Regions from separate parts of the Sus scrofa genome. Here regions 1, 2 and 3 are each linked to region 4. A link is a contact called in public Hi-C and HiChIP or PLAC-seq data. All regions are on one chromosome and are shown on one strand. The core of a region is the stretch at or near the end of the contact, and the rest is flanking DNA. Distances in the headings are between cores, read along the strand shown.

Region 1 (2,763 bases), core at 40-2,539, 340 kb after region 4:
CCATACGTTTTACAGCCGAAGCTAATAGAACATCATATATCCTTTACATCTCCATGGAAAATTAAAACAGAACCAGCGTGGCTACGGTCGCTCTGCTCTGTCATCATCACAGTCAACCTGGGAAAGGGACTAGTGCGTGCTGGCTCCCACAGCTGGGCCCCCAGGGCAACCACGCGGGGGGCTGGCCCGGGGTCACGGCCTGTGATCAGAGGGCTGGACACCCCACTGTCTCGTTCCAGAGCTGCTCTCTCAGCCCGCCCTCCGTGGAGTCGCAGGCCCCTGTGAAGGGGGGCGTCCACTTTGTCGGGGCAGAACTCACTAGAAAAAGGCCCCTTTTCAAGCAGCCAGCCTGAGTTTGGGAGCAGCATTCCGGGGTCCCTCCTTCATTGCCTGGCCTTCTAGTCAATCCTCTCCGCTCCTCCTGGAAGAAGACCCCTCCCCCTTTCCCCACCCCCACGGCCCCGCTGTGCTTTGAGTGACTCCCTGGAATCTTCGTATTCGAGAGCAGGTCAAGTCTTGTCTTGCAGCTGGGACCTGGCACCCACTACGCTCAGCACAAGGGGCCAGGGTCCCGCGCTGGACATCCTTGCTCTGGTCACATAGAGACGGCATCCAGCTGGACACAGATCCCCGGCATCCGGCAGGACCATCTCAGTGGCTGCCCCAAAGGGGCATGAGGGGGCACTCCCAGGGGTGTGGAGGCGGGCGCGGCACCCGGAGCCCCAGGGCTGACCTGTTGCTGTAACCAGCTGGGCCGGTGGGGTCTGAATGGGGTGTTGCTGCTGTGCCCCCTCCCTCCCCAGGAGTGAGAAATCCCCTCCAGGAACCTGAGCCGGCAGCTGGGGTCTGAGGAAGGGAGGGTCTGGGCACAGACCCCAGGGTGGCTGAGCTGCCCCTCCACAGGCACCCATGATGCTGCAAAGGGCAGGGGGCCCACCCAGGGCTCCCAGGAGCCCCCCTTTGGGTTTCTTCAAAGGACAAGCTCGGGTTTTCCCATCAGCATCCCAGAGGCTCTCCTGCCTTTTGGCCACGTCCTGGGTGAGAGTCCCTGCCCATCTCGACCTGGCTGTAAAGCCTACTGATTAAAGTCTCCAAGTTCAAATTCAGCCCCGCCCCCCTGCTCCGAATAATGCAACGGACTTAAAAGGAGAACACGGTTCTTTTCTGGGCTCAGTACCAAATCCACTCCAGCGTGACTGGAGTGGATTTCACACCCAGAGCATCCAAGGGCTCCTGCCCCAGGTCGCTGGCCCACGTGCGGCTCGCTCCCTAACCTTCCTGGCCGTGCATCTGGCCCTGTTTCAAAGGGCACCTCTCCCCCTCCCTCCCGTGGAAGCTGAGATCTGTGTGGGAAGCCTCGCACCGAGGACTGCTTTTCATTCTCCGTTCTTCAGGGCGCCGCAGCCACAACAAGAACCTCCTGACGGCGGCGGTGGGGTCGAGGGCGGGGGCGGAGCGCCCAGCCTCCGGGCTCCTGCGGGCTCAGCTTTGTTTCACGGGCAGCGCGGCCGCCGTCGAATCCATTTGGCCCCATTTAGGGACTAAGTACAGGAAGGTAGTTATTGTACAAGATTAGTTTCCTGTAGGCCATAAATTGGCAGTAGCAGAAAAATACAGGATGAATTTATTAGCGTGCAAGGTCAGCTCAAAGGAAGGCCAGGCTGCCGAGGGAGCGTGCTGTGGGCTTGCTTTTAACCCACCTCCCAAACTCAGCCAGGCTGAAAAAGACCCTTTAACTACTTAATTACTTCTTAATAGTTTTAAGCAAATTCAAAAGACTGTGCCTGTTGCTAAGGGCCTGGAGGTCCGAGCTGGCAGGAATTTGTCAGGAATTCCTGTTTGGACTGGAGTTTCTGAAACCTGCTTAGAAGCCCCCAGGAAACCTGCCTAGGGCTCTCCCCCTGCTGAGAGCCCACAGCAAGCCACGGCCTTGTGAGACGGCTTTTGGGGGGTTTTCTTTTGTTGGGTTTTTTCTGGGTTGTTTCGGGGGGGTTATTTTTGTTTTGGGGGGCTTTTGTTTTTCGTGGGTTTTTTTCTTTTTTTTTCTTTTCTTTTGTTTTTTTGCCTTGTTGACTAGGTATTTACTTTGACCCCAGAATTCTATATTTGGGAACAAAAAGCAGCTTCTAACAGCAAAAAACAAACAAAACAATCAAGTTGAAAATACAATTGTTTCCAAGCAGAGATTCAACAGTGTGATACATGCCCTGCAGATAAGGGCTATAAAGGAACCTCGGGAGAAACCGTTTCGCGTGGACACTGCCTGGAGCTCAGATGCCGCGGCGGCAAGGTGGGCGGTGCTCCTGATAAAGACGTAGGTACCTTCGAGAGTGCTCCCGGCCACCTGAGGCGTCCCCGTGTTAGAAACACAATCCTCCCTTTTCCTTTTGATATTTTTCCAAAGGGCTTAAAGCTGTCAGGCAAAATTAGCCCCACTGGTATGAGATGAAGTGTTTGGAGCCGCGTTTGCTAGCGCGTTGGCAGGAAAGGTTGTAATTCAAATTTGAATGAGCCCCGAGACCTGCGGTGGGTTATGGGAGACCATTTCTCCTCCTCTTCGAGGCCCTGCCCCCACTCCCCACCCCTGCCTGTCCCCAGGGGAGCCTCTGCCTGACTCCAAGGGGGGGCGGCGGGGGAAGGGGGGGCAGGCAGGCTGGATCGCCCTCCTCCGCCTTAGCTGGCAGATCACAGCCCTGTCGATTCTTCTGCTCTGTAGCAAAAAGGCGGGATGATGAACCCATCACTGCATAGCGAGGGCCCAGG
Region 2 (2,966 bases), core at 57-2,556, 430 kb after region 4:
CAGAGCGCCCCCTGCCGGCGCCAGCGTCACTTTGCTGGCGCGGCCGCCGCAGCCGCCGCTCAGGGTGTGCGAGCGGCTCAGGGGCGCGCGCACAGGCCCTGGGCTCAGGGGGCTCCCCGACACCGACACCGGCCTCCCGCCTGCCGCCCCGGCCCCCGCAGCCGCGCCGCCGTCGCCCTCGCTGGCCGTGCGAACCCGGCACGAGCTGCACTTGGCCGCCGGCGGGGTGGCGGCCAGGCTGTCCGTGCGCGAGCGGCGCACCAGGCCAGTCTGGCTGGGGGGCAGGTTGACCAGGTGGTGGTGGCGGCGCGCGCCGGGGACGCTGATGGGGTGCGTGGCTGACGAGCCGGACGACTGGCTCTTGCTGCGCGGCCGGAACTCGAAGAGCTCCTTGAGCGCCTTCATGGCCTCCAGGATGGTCTCGTGGATGTTCTGGGCCACCACCGAGTCGTCCGCCTGCATCCACAGCTCTCCCGGGCCCGTGACGGCCGAGCGGCCCACCTCGATGAAGAAGAAGCTGTCCGAGTGGCCGCAGCGGCGGATGTTCATGAGCTGCAGGGTCACCGACGGCTGCTCGCAGTTGAGCTTCACGAAGCCGATGGTGCGCGCCGACAGGCACAGGCGGTACACGCCCGTCAGGTTCTTGCTCTGGCCCAGGCCCTTGGGCTTCAGGTTCACCTGCCACACCTCGCGGTAGGCGGCCGTGGCGGGCGCCACCAGCCCGTAGCTGTCATCGGCCGCCGCGGCGCCGGCCGAGCCGCCCAGGGCGCCGGGCAGGGAGGCGCTGCAGGACGCGGCGGTGGCGGCGGCGGGGGGCGCGTCGCCGGCGCTCGCGCGGCCCTCGCTGACCAGGTCGGTGAGCGCGCGGTACCAGCCCTCCTGCTCCTGCTCGTTCTCGGCCGCTACGGCAAAGTACTCGTCCTTGGTGTAGAGGGCGATCAGGTACTTGTGCTTGGCGTCAGCGCGCTTGTTGATGTTCAGGCAGCAGTCGAGCGCGATGACCCGCTTCGGGGCGCCCGCCTTGCTCCGCCACTTCTTCTCGCTCTCGTAGTACTCGAGCCGCGGCGGCTGCGGCGCCGACCCCCCACCCGCTGTCGCCGTCGCCTCGTCGCCGCCCGCGCCGGGCCCGCGCAGCACGAAGAAGCGCTTGTGGCCGTGCTTCTGCTTGCGCAGGTAGCCGCACTTGCGCACGCTGTGGTTGTTGTTGTTGTTGTTGTTGTTGAGGTTGGGGCCGTCGCCGCCCGCCGGCCCGGGGGGCCCGTGCAGCGGCGGGCTCGCCATCGCCGGCGATTCAGGCCCCGCCGCCCGGCCGGGCTTGGAGGGGCTGGAGGGAGCGGAGGGGGCGCGGGCGGGAGCGGCTCCCTCCCCCCCCTGCTCGCCCGCCCGAGCCCGCGTCCCTCGGGCCCAGGAGGTGGAGAAGGTTCGGGGAGGCCCGCGGGGGCCGGCACCGCGCGGTGGCGCAGCGCCCTCCGCGCTCCGGGGCCCCAGAGGATGACCAACGCGGGCGGTGGCCGCCCCCTGGCCCGGCTGCCCGCGGCCGCTTCCTCCTGGGCTCTCGGGCGGCGCCTGGGGACTCGCTGGCTGGGCCGAGAGTCGGGGTCCCCGAGCCGTGGGGCCGAGCCTTAAGGCGCGCGCGGCCGCACCGGTCCCGCCGCTGCGCCGCGCTCCGCGGTGCCGGGGTGTGCCCGGGTACTCGGGGTCCGCGCCGCCGCCGGGGTTGGTGCTGCTGCTGCTGCCAACGGCGACCCGGGCTCGTCGCGGTCCCCGCCGCACAGTGAGTAACACATCGCGCACCGAGTGACTGAACTAAGAAGAGCAAAACAACATGTGACTCGGCGTTACGCAGGCACACACTGCGCGGCCGCCCCGCCCCGCCGCCCGCATTGGCGCCGCGCCCCCGGACGGACGGCGCGTGCGGCCAATGGGCGCCGGGCGCGGGGGGGGCGGGCCGCGCGCCCCCGCCCCGCCCCCCTTTCTCCCGGGGCCGCGTTTCCCGCCGTCCCCTCCCCCTCCCGCGGAGGCCGGGGCCCGGGGCGGGGTGGGGGCCGGCCCGAGCCTCATTAATCAGAGGCTCGTTGGGGATGCCGGCGGAGGAGATGCCACCCAGGGCGGGAAAAGGGGCGCGCGGGAGGGGCGGGGGCCGGCCGCCGCGCGGAGGGCCCTGCCCTCCCGCCTTTGACTCAATTAATTGGGCTCGAAGCTTCCGCCGGGGAGGGGACCGGGGGAGGGAACACTGTAGGGGGTGGGCGCCTGCGGAGATCAGGGGCCGAGACCGCGGACCTGGGCTTGGTGCAGGGGAGGCGGAGGTAGCACCCCACTCGGGCCCCGCATCGCCCCGCCGCCGCCCCATTTGCTGGGGGCCAAGAAGGGGCAGTGAACTTGGCTGCCCTCTCGGAACCACCTTCCCCCAACACACACTTCGGCCAGCAGATCCCGCGCCCAGGCTCGGGGTGGGGGCGCGCCTTGGCGGGTTTGCGCCTGGGTGGTTCCCGGGTGCCCGGCCCCGGCTTGTTTACGAGCATCACATTAGTCCGTCACCGGTGAGCTCTGGATCGGCAGCAGCTTCGGTGCCCCTTCCTGGAAGGAGAGTCGGGGTGCGGGAGGGGGCGCGGATGCGGCGCCCTCTACCCCAGGCCGCGCTGGCGGCGGCCGCTGGCGGGATCCCACCCGCTCAGGGGCGCCCTTCCCCCGCACCCGGTCGTGGGCTCTTTCCGGGGCGTCATCAGCGCCATTCACTTGTCAGGTTCTCGGGAAGTTGAAATCGGCTGTTGGGGATGTAATAGGAGAAAGAGAAGGAGGACGAGCGGGCGTGGAGAACTGCAGTTTCCATAGTGCCGGGAAGAGGGCGGGCTCCAGCGAGCACACAGCCCCGGGAGCCGGGTCCCCGCCGCGGGTGCCCTCCTCCCGCCCGACCCTCGGCACCGCGTGGGGGAGGCGCAGGAGCGGGCGGCTGCAGACCTGCGCGC
Region 3 (2,733 bases), core at 75-2,574, 490 kb after region 4:
CCAGAGTGACCTCTCTTCTCTCAGTGAATGGATGGAGGGCAGGAAAGGTCAGCGGGAAAGCTCCTGGTGTGTGGCATTTAGGCACCAGCAGGGGAGCACAGAGAATTCCACGCCAGGAGGCCAGCAAGGCCTGCCTGGTCACAGGAGGTGAGTCCCTCCAAGGAAAACAGATCACAGACACGCAGCTCAGGTCCCTAAGAGGTTATCTTTAAGTCCAGCTCAAATTTAAACAACAGGGGCAGCAGAATCACTGAATAATTCCAAAGCAATACTGAGGAAAGGAACACCACCATGGTCAAGTTCAGCTGAAAGTGGCATAATCCTTAGTTTTAATTTTTATTTAGTGTGTGTGTGTGTGTGTGTGTGTGTGTGTGTGTGTGTGTCTGTGTGTGTGTGAAGGCAACTCAGTTCCACTGTGGAATGATACAGAAGATAAACACACAAGTAAGTGGATCACGGATCAGAAAATGGGTTAAGTTCCAGGTAAAATTCACTCAGAAGCTGCGACAGGGTGGGTTTTTTCTTTATCTTTAGAGGAAGGAGTAGACTGTGTTTCATGACACGCAGTTGCCGCCTTTCACCCTCGACGTGCAAGATTCAGCCGAAAGTGGGACTCACATGCCAGTTGTACTGAGACTGCGGTGTCTTTGAAGCAGGGACGTCAGTGATGTCACAGAAATCTCCGTCTGAACAGCGGCGGTCCTGACGTCTTAGCTAATGGGTGTGTGGCCTCGAATGTGAGAATGGTCCCCTTCAAGCCTCCCAACAGCTATAATTTGTGTAAGAAGCAAAGCCTGTCCTGAGCAGAGCCTCGCCCACACCAGTCGATTCTTCATGGCTCCTCACATTTCAAAGCTGTGCCTGGACCGCATCTGGGGATCTGGTTGGACGCAGATTGATTCCGCAGGTCTGGGTGGGCTTGAGGGTCCGCCTTTCTGCCTCCTGGGGATGCCAAGCCCTCATCCTCAGGCCTGGAGAGGGCTTACTGAGTTTGAGAGACACAGATCACCCACTCGCCAGGCCTCCGGTGTCACGGTCAGATCCAGCCATACAGCCCTAAGCCAGACTCGGCTCCTGCCCTCCAAGGGTGCAGGCAAAGAGGGCACGTTTGAAGGTGGGAGCTCTGTGGGTTTGACAGGCTGGGGGTGGTCTCCACACCATGAGAGGCGTTCCGGGGTGGGGGGAATGTCTGGAAAGAGAGGGGTGGCCTGGCGCCCTGAGGATATCTGTGTTTATGGAGACACCACCAGGCGGCCCCAGACGCTCCCTTCAGCCCGGCCTGGGGATAAGAACCGTCCAAGCGGCCGCGGCGGGCTCTGCCCTTTCAGAGGCCTTCGAAGGTCACAGACTGGATGCAGTCACGAGCCAGGACAGAGATGCTATTTATAGAGTGTGCTTGTCCATCGGTATTTCTAGTTCATGTTCCAAATAGATATTTAATTTTTAAAAGAAGATTCCAGCCTACGCATCCTCCCGCTTTCCAGGGTCTTGGGGTGGGGGCAGTGCGGATGTTGTCACCCCCACACAAGGACACGTGGTCCCTCCCGCAGGCCAAGCTTCGGGGCGCAGGGAACCCCCATTCTGGACCCGCTGTCCCCCACCTCCTTGTCTCATTAGACAACATGCAGAAAAACGTGGCTTTTCCTCCCAACACGCGGGGAATTGCCGCTGTGGGTTTGAGGTACCACCACTATCCCTCTTTTTACGTGTCTGTTTTTAACAAAAACATTTTCTCAGCCAGTGGTTGAACGCCCATCAGTTTCTCTGTAATTCTGCAATGATCACTGTTCGAAGTTCAGAGCAGAGACAGCCTTTGGGCCTGTCGGCGAGTATGTACCAAATGCGGACCGTGGGGAAAACCTGGAAGTAATTCCGCTGATTCTCCGCATGGTGATGCTTCAGGTCTGGAGACACAGTTGTGTAAACAAAACAAGTGTTCCTTCTTATGATGATACACATTAACATTCCACCCTATTTAAAGAAACATAAATACTTAGTGCGACTTCTTTTCTAATGAGGTGACTCAACTTGGAAAGCTAGCGTGACGACCAAAACATGTGGAAAACTTTCTGCTCGTAAAAGGCCTCAGGTCCACACTAAGGGGAGGACAGGAAAGCAAAGGAGGTCACATTAGTCCGAGATGGGAGGTTAAGCCTGGTCTGGGCTCAGTCAGGATGAACTGCACAACTTGCGAACCCTTCGGCACAATTTTAGCACTTGAGCAAAGGGCTGGCACAGTTTCAGCTGTTGCTTGACACAGATCTAACATCAGCACTGCAGAACTGAAGTGACATCCTGGGCACCCATGAACCCCCTCATCCAAGGCTATAGCCCCCTTTGCAGACTCCAAGGCCCACTGAGCCCTGTGAGGGGAGCCCAGTAGTGCCCTCCAGAGCCTCCCTCTGCTGTCAGCTCTCAGCCCCTTTTCCTCCCTTGGTGTGGTTTACTCAGCCTAGGTCCTTCCCTCAGCATGGTTTACTCAGCCTAGGTCCTTCCCTCAGCATGGTTTACTCAGCCTAGGTCCTTCCTTCAGCATGGTTTACTCAGCCTAGGTCCTTCCCTCAGCATGGCTTACTCAGCCTAGGTCCTTCCCTCAGCATGGCTTACTCAGCCTCGCTCCTTCCCTCGGGGTAGTTCACTCAGCCTAGGTTCTTAATTAATAATAATATTAATATCACCCCCTCATCTATCGTGATAGACCCTGTTGATTGTCTCATTGAACCAGCACTGACA
Region 4 (2,746 bases), core at 75-2,574:
TGCTGCAAATGGCATTATTTTGTTCTTTTTTATGGCTGCGTAGTATTCCATGGTGTATATGTACCTGTTTTTTGGTTTTCCACTTTTGCTGATTTTCCTGGTTCTCTGCCCTGCTGCGCTCCATCAGTGAGTGAACGCTAATGGTTAGCATTTTCCTGTCTCCTGTGACTCATAAGTGATCTGACCAGATCTCTAGCTGTGCTGAGGTTTGCTTAGAGGAGGTAGGGGGTCCAGAAGGAACTAGAAAACCCATTCCGAAGGGAGCACAAGAGTGTCCCTGCAATGCTGCAAATGTAGATTCTGTTTTTCTCAAGGACTGAAGTCATTCTTCTTAAAAGCAATTTTCGATTAAAAATCCAGGAGGGGCCCACGATGAGCTATTTATAAAGTTGATTAAACACCAAGAGACAAAACAAGGCCAGGACAATTCTCATGGAAGTATAAACATAAAACTAATAAATAAACAGTCTTGTTCTGAAATGATCTGCCGCTGGGTGTTGGCTGTTCCCTAAGAAAGGCTGCGGGAGCTGTCAGGGTGTCTCCCGGGGACCCTTCTTGTTGTTTCCAGATGGCAGGGCTTCCTTTCCCTCCCATCCGGGTGACACTGTACCAGTGCCACCAACACCAAAGCTCCCAGTCACAGAGCAGGCATCGCGTGCTCGCCACCTCCGCATTCTGGAGCAAGGGCACCCGAAACTGGGACGCGGGCCGCCGGCCCAGCGCAGCTGTGCAGGTGCTGCGTTCCGAGGCTCCTGGCTCTCCACTACCACCTGGCATTTAGGAAACATAAAAATAACAGCTCCATAAATAACCGCGTGACCTATGAGAGCAGACATGAGAAATCGGTCTCCGGGCCAGGCCAGCTTGTTGTTCAGATGCTGCATATTCGGCTAATTATAGGGCGGGCGAGCTGCAGGGAGAGGAAAGGGTGGCCCTGTGTTCCCCTCATGGCAGGGACAGGAGAGATGGGCCCAAAAGGAGCCAGTTAGGCGAACTGAAAATTGGCACGCCATCATTTTCTGCGCCTTTTTGGGTTCTGCAAACCTTATTTATACCGAGAGTCATTTTTTAGCTTTACTATGGGTGCATTCCTGCCCTGCTCAGCACATATGTTGTTGAAGATATCACTGTTTCCTGCTTCAGTTGGTGTTTTTAGCACAAACCCTCTCCTAAGACTTGGCAGGGGAGCGGGTGCCAGGAGCTGGGGCGGGGCGGCAGGGGGGACCAGGAAGCACTTCCCTTCCGTCCGACTTAACCCCTGGGACCAGTGCTCGTGGCACTTTCTGGCACAGAAGGAGGCTGAACGTACAAGTTCAAGGGCAACTCTGAGAAGCCTGAGCTACTCAACGGTGGTGATTTCACACAGGGCGGAAACGTGGGGAGGGATGCTGCTGGGTGGGGGGCGCGGCGCTAGCCTCTTAGGGGAAGAGGCAGGTCCGGCGATTCTGCTTTCTGAACCCGTCCTTCCCCCGGTCCCCGCCGCCTTGTGCTTTTCTGCTTCGGGAGTAATCCGTTCGTTTAGACACAAAACTGCGTTCTGGGACGCAGCTGTCCCAAGAGCAATCGCCTGCGAACCTCGCGTCCTCACTGGTGGGCACTGACGCCCCCCCCCCCCCCGATCATTTCTGTGACTCTTGGCAAAGGGCGGGCAGGTCTCTTTCCCGTGGTGTAGGGTCCGTTAGGTTCCTGCTGTTCACAACACACACCCCTTTGGCGTGTGCCTCCTGCTCACACCTGACAGCTCTTTACACAACCTCACGCGGGAAACCTCTCTGCTCCTTTGAGAACCAGCCTCCGCGCGTCTGTGTGACGCCTCACACGTGACCGCTTTCTTTCTCTGGGGTAATATACCAGATGTCTGGGCTATGCTGTTATGGAGAAGCAAAAAATCGGATTCACTTCCTAGAGGCTTGTTATAGCAGAGTGCAGGGGCCTTGGCCGTGATTTCTAGGTCCTTATTTGTGTTTTTTTCCTCGTGCACAATGATGAAAGATTTTAGAGAAATCAGACTTTCTGGTCCATGCCCACGGCATGGAGCAGTTCCCCAGGCCAGGGATCGAACCCAAGCCACAGCAGTGACAATGACAGATCCTTAACCCTCTGAGCCGCAAGGGAACTCTTGAGAAGTCAGAAATTTAAAAGGCATTGTTGGGAGTATCCGTTGTGGCTCAGCAGGTTAAAAACCCGACATAGTGTCTGTGAGAATGTGGGTTCAATCCCTGGCCTTGCTCAGTGGGCTGAGGATCCAGCGTTGCCACAAGCTGTGGCATAGGTCTCAGCTGCAGCTCCGATTTGACCCCTAGCCCAGGAAGCTCCACATGCAGCAGAAATTGTCACAACATTGTACATCAAATATGCTTTAGTAAAAGAAATAAAATTTTAAAAAGGCATTGTTCTGGAGTCTCCTGGTGGCTCAGTGGGTTAAGGATGCAGTGCTGACACTGCTGTGGCTCAGGTCACTGCCGTGGTTCAGGATCCATCCCTGGCTGGGGAACTTCCGTGTGCCCCAGATGTGGCCAGAAAAAAGGCATTGCTCCTTTGGTTTAACACAAAGGAGATGCTGATTTGGGGTCTGAGCATCCTGCCTGCGTGTAGTGACACAGTAGCCACATGTGTCTGTCTCCAGAGTCAAGCTGCGACTTCTACATTTTAGAAACCAGAGCCTGGAAAGTGCCAGGACTGTGCCAGCTCTTCTCTCAGCCTTTGTGTTTTTCCTTAACGCCAAAGAGGAAAACACAAGCATATC

What was found. Hi-C and Micro-C count contacts between places; a contact is called where the count stands out from the background. HiChIP or PLAC-seq counts read pairs in DNA pulled down with a chosen protein or histone mark.
Region 1: an H3K27ac HiChIP or PLAC-seq map of skeletal muscle shows a contact between it and region 4. The contact joins two enhancer-like sites. A contact is called at or near these places in 3 of 47 Hi-C or Micro-C datasets (embryonic fibroblasts, heart right ventricle and psoas muscle) and 2 of 2 datasets of contacts at active chromatin or transcription factors (alveolar macrophages and skeletal muscle).
Region 2: a contact with region 4 is called in an H3K27ac HiChIP or PLAC-seq map of skeletal muscle. The contact joins the promoter of IRS2 here to the enhancer-like site in region 4. A contact is called at or near these places in 19 of 47 Hi-C or Micro-C datasets (alveolar macrophages, brain, embryonic fibroblasts and 12 more) and 2 of 2 datasets of contacts at active chromatin or transcription factors (alveolar macrophages and skeletal muscle).
Region 3: a Hi-C map of fetal heart ventricle shows a contact between it and region 4, with 2.6 times the contacts expected there. The contact joins two enhancer-like sites. A contact is called at or near these places in 2 of 47 Hi-C or Micro-C datasets (fetal heart ventricle and heart right ventricle) and 1 of 2 datasets of contacts at active chromatin or transcription factors (skeletal muscle).

The regions. Positions count from the first base shown.
Region 1 is chr11:76,562,927-76,565,689 of Sscrofa11.1, forward strand. No RefSeq gene overlaps it. Among named protein-coding and RNA genes, the nearest start is that of IRS2, 90 kb to the right of the region's middle. Within about 2 kb of position 1,290, at least 20 of the 83 cell types and tissues checked have an H3K27ac peak or open chromatin away from gene starts, as enhancers often do. A contact at or near this core is called in skeletal muscle, where this site is marked.
Region 2 is chr11:76,653,333-76,656,298 of Sscrofa11.1, forward strand. IRS2 (insulin receptor substrate 2) reads right to left here and starts at 1,307. Exons shown (of 3, transcript XM_021065907.1): 1 at 1-1,307. The coding sequence starts at 1,281. LOC110255859 (a long non-coding RNA gene) reads left to right here and starts at 2,079. Exons shown (of 2, transcript XR_002336770.1): 1 at 2,079-2,966.
Region 3 is chr11:76,720,042-76,722,774 of Sscrofa11.1, forward strand. It overlaps LOC106505360 (a long non-coding RNA gene), which reads left to right. Exons shown (of 3, transcript XR_002336771.1): 3 at 535-1,452. LOC106505361 (a long non-coding RNA gene) reads right to left here. Exons shown (of 2, transcript XR_001299694.2): 2 at 354-1,971. Among named protein-coding and RNA genes, the nearest start is that of IRS2, 67 kb to the left of the region's middle. Within about 2 kb of position 1,325, at least 4 of the 83 cell types and tissues checked have an H3K27ac peak or open chromatin away from gene starts, as enhancers often do.
Region 4 is chr11:76,226,102-76,228,847 of Sscrofa11.1, forward strand. The region is part of intron 34 of MYO16 (unconventional myosin-XVI); the gene reads left to right. Among named protein-coding and RNA genes, the nearest start is that of IRS2, 430 kb to the right of the region's middle. Within about 2 kb of position 1,325, at least 5 of the 83 cell types and tissues checked have an H3K27ac peak or open chromatin away from gene starts, as enhancers often do. A contact at or near this core is called in fetal skeletal muscle and skeletal muscle, where this site is marked.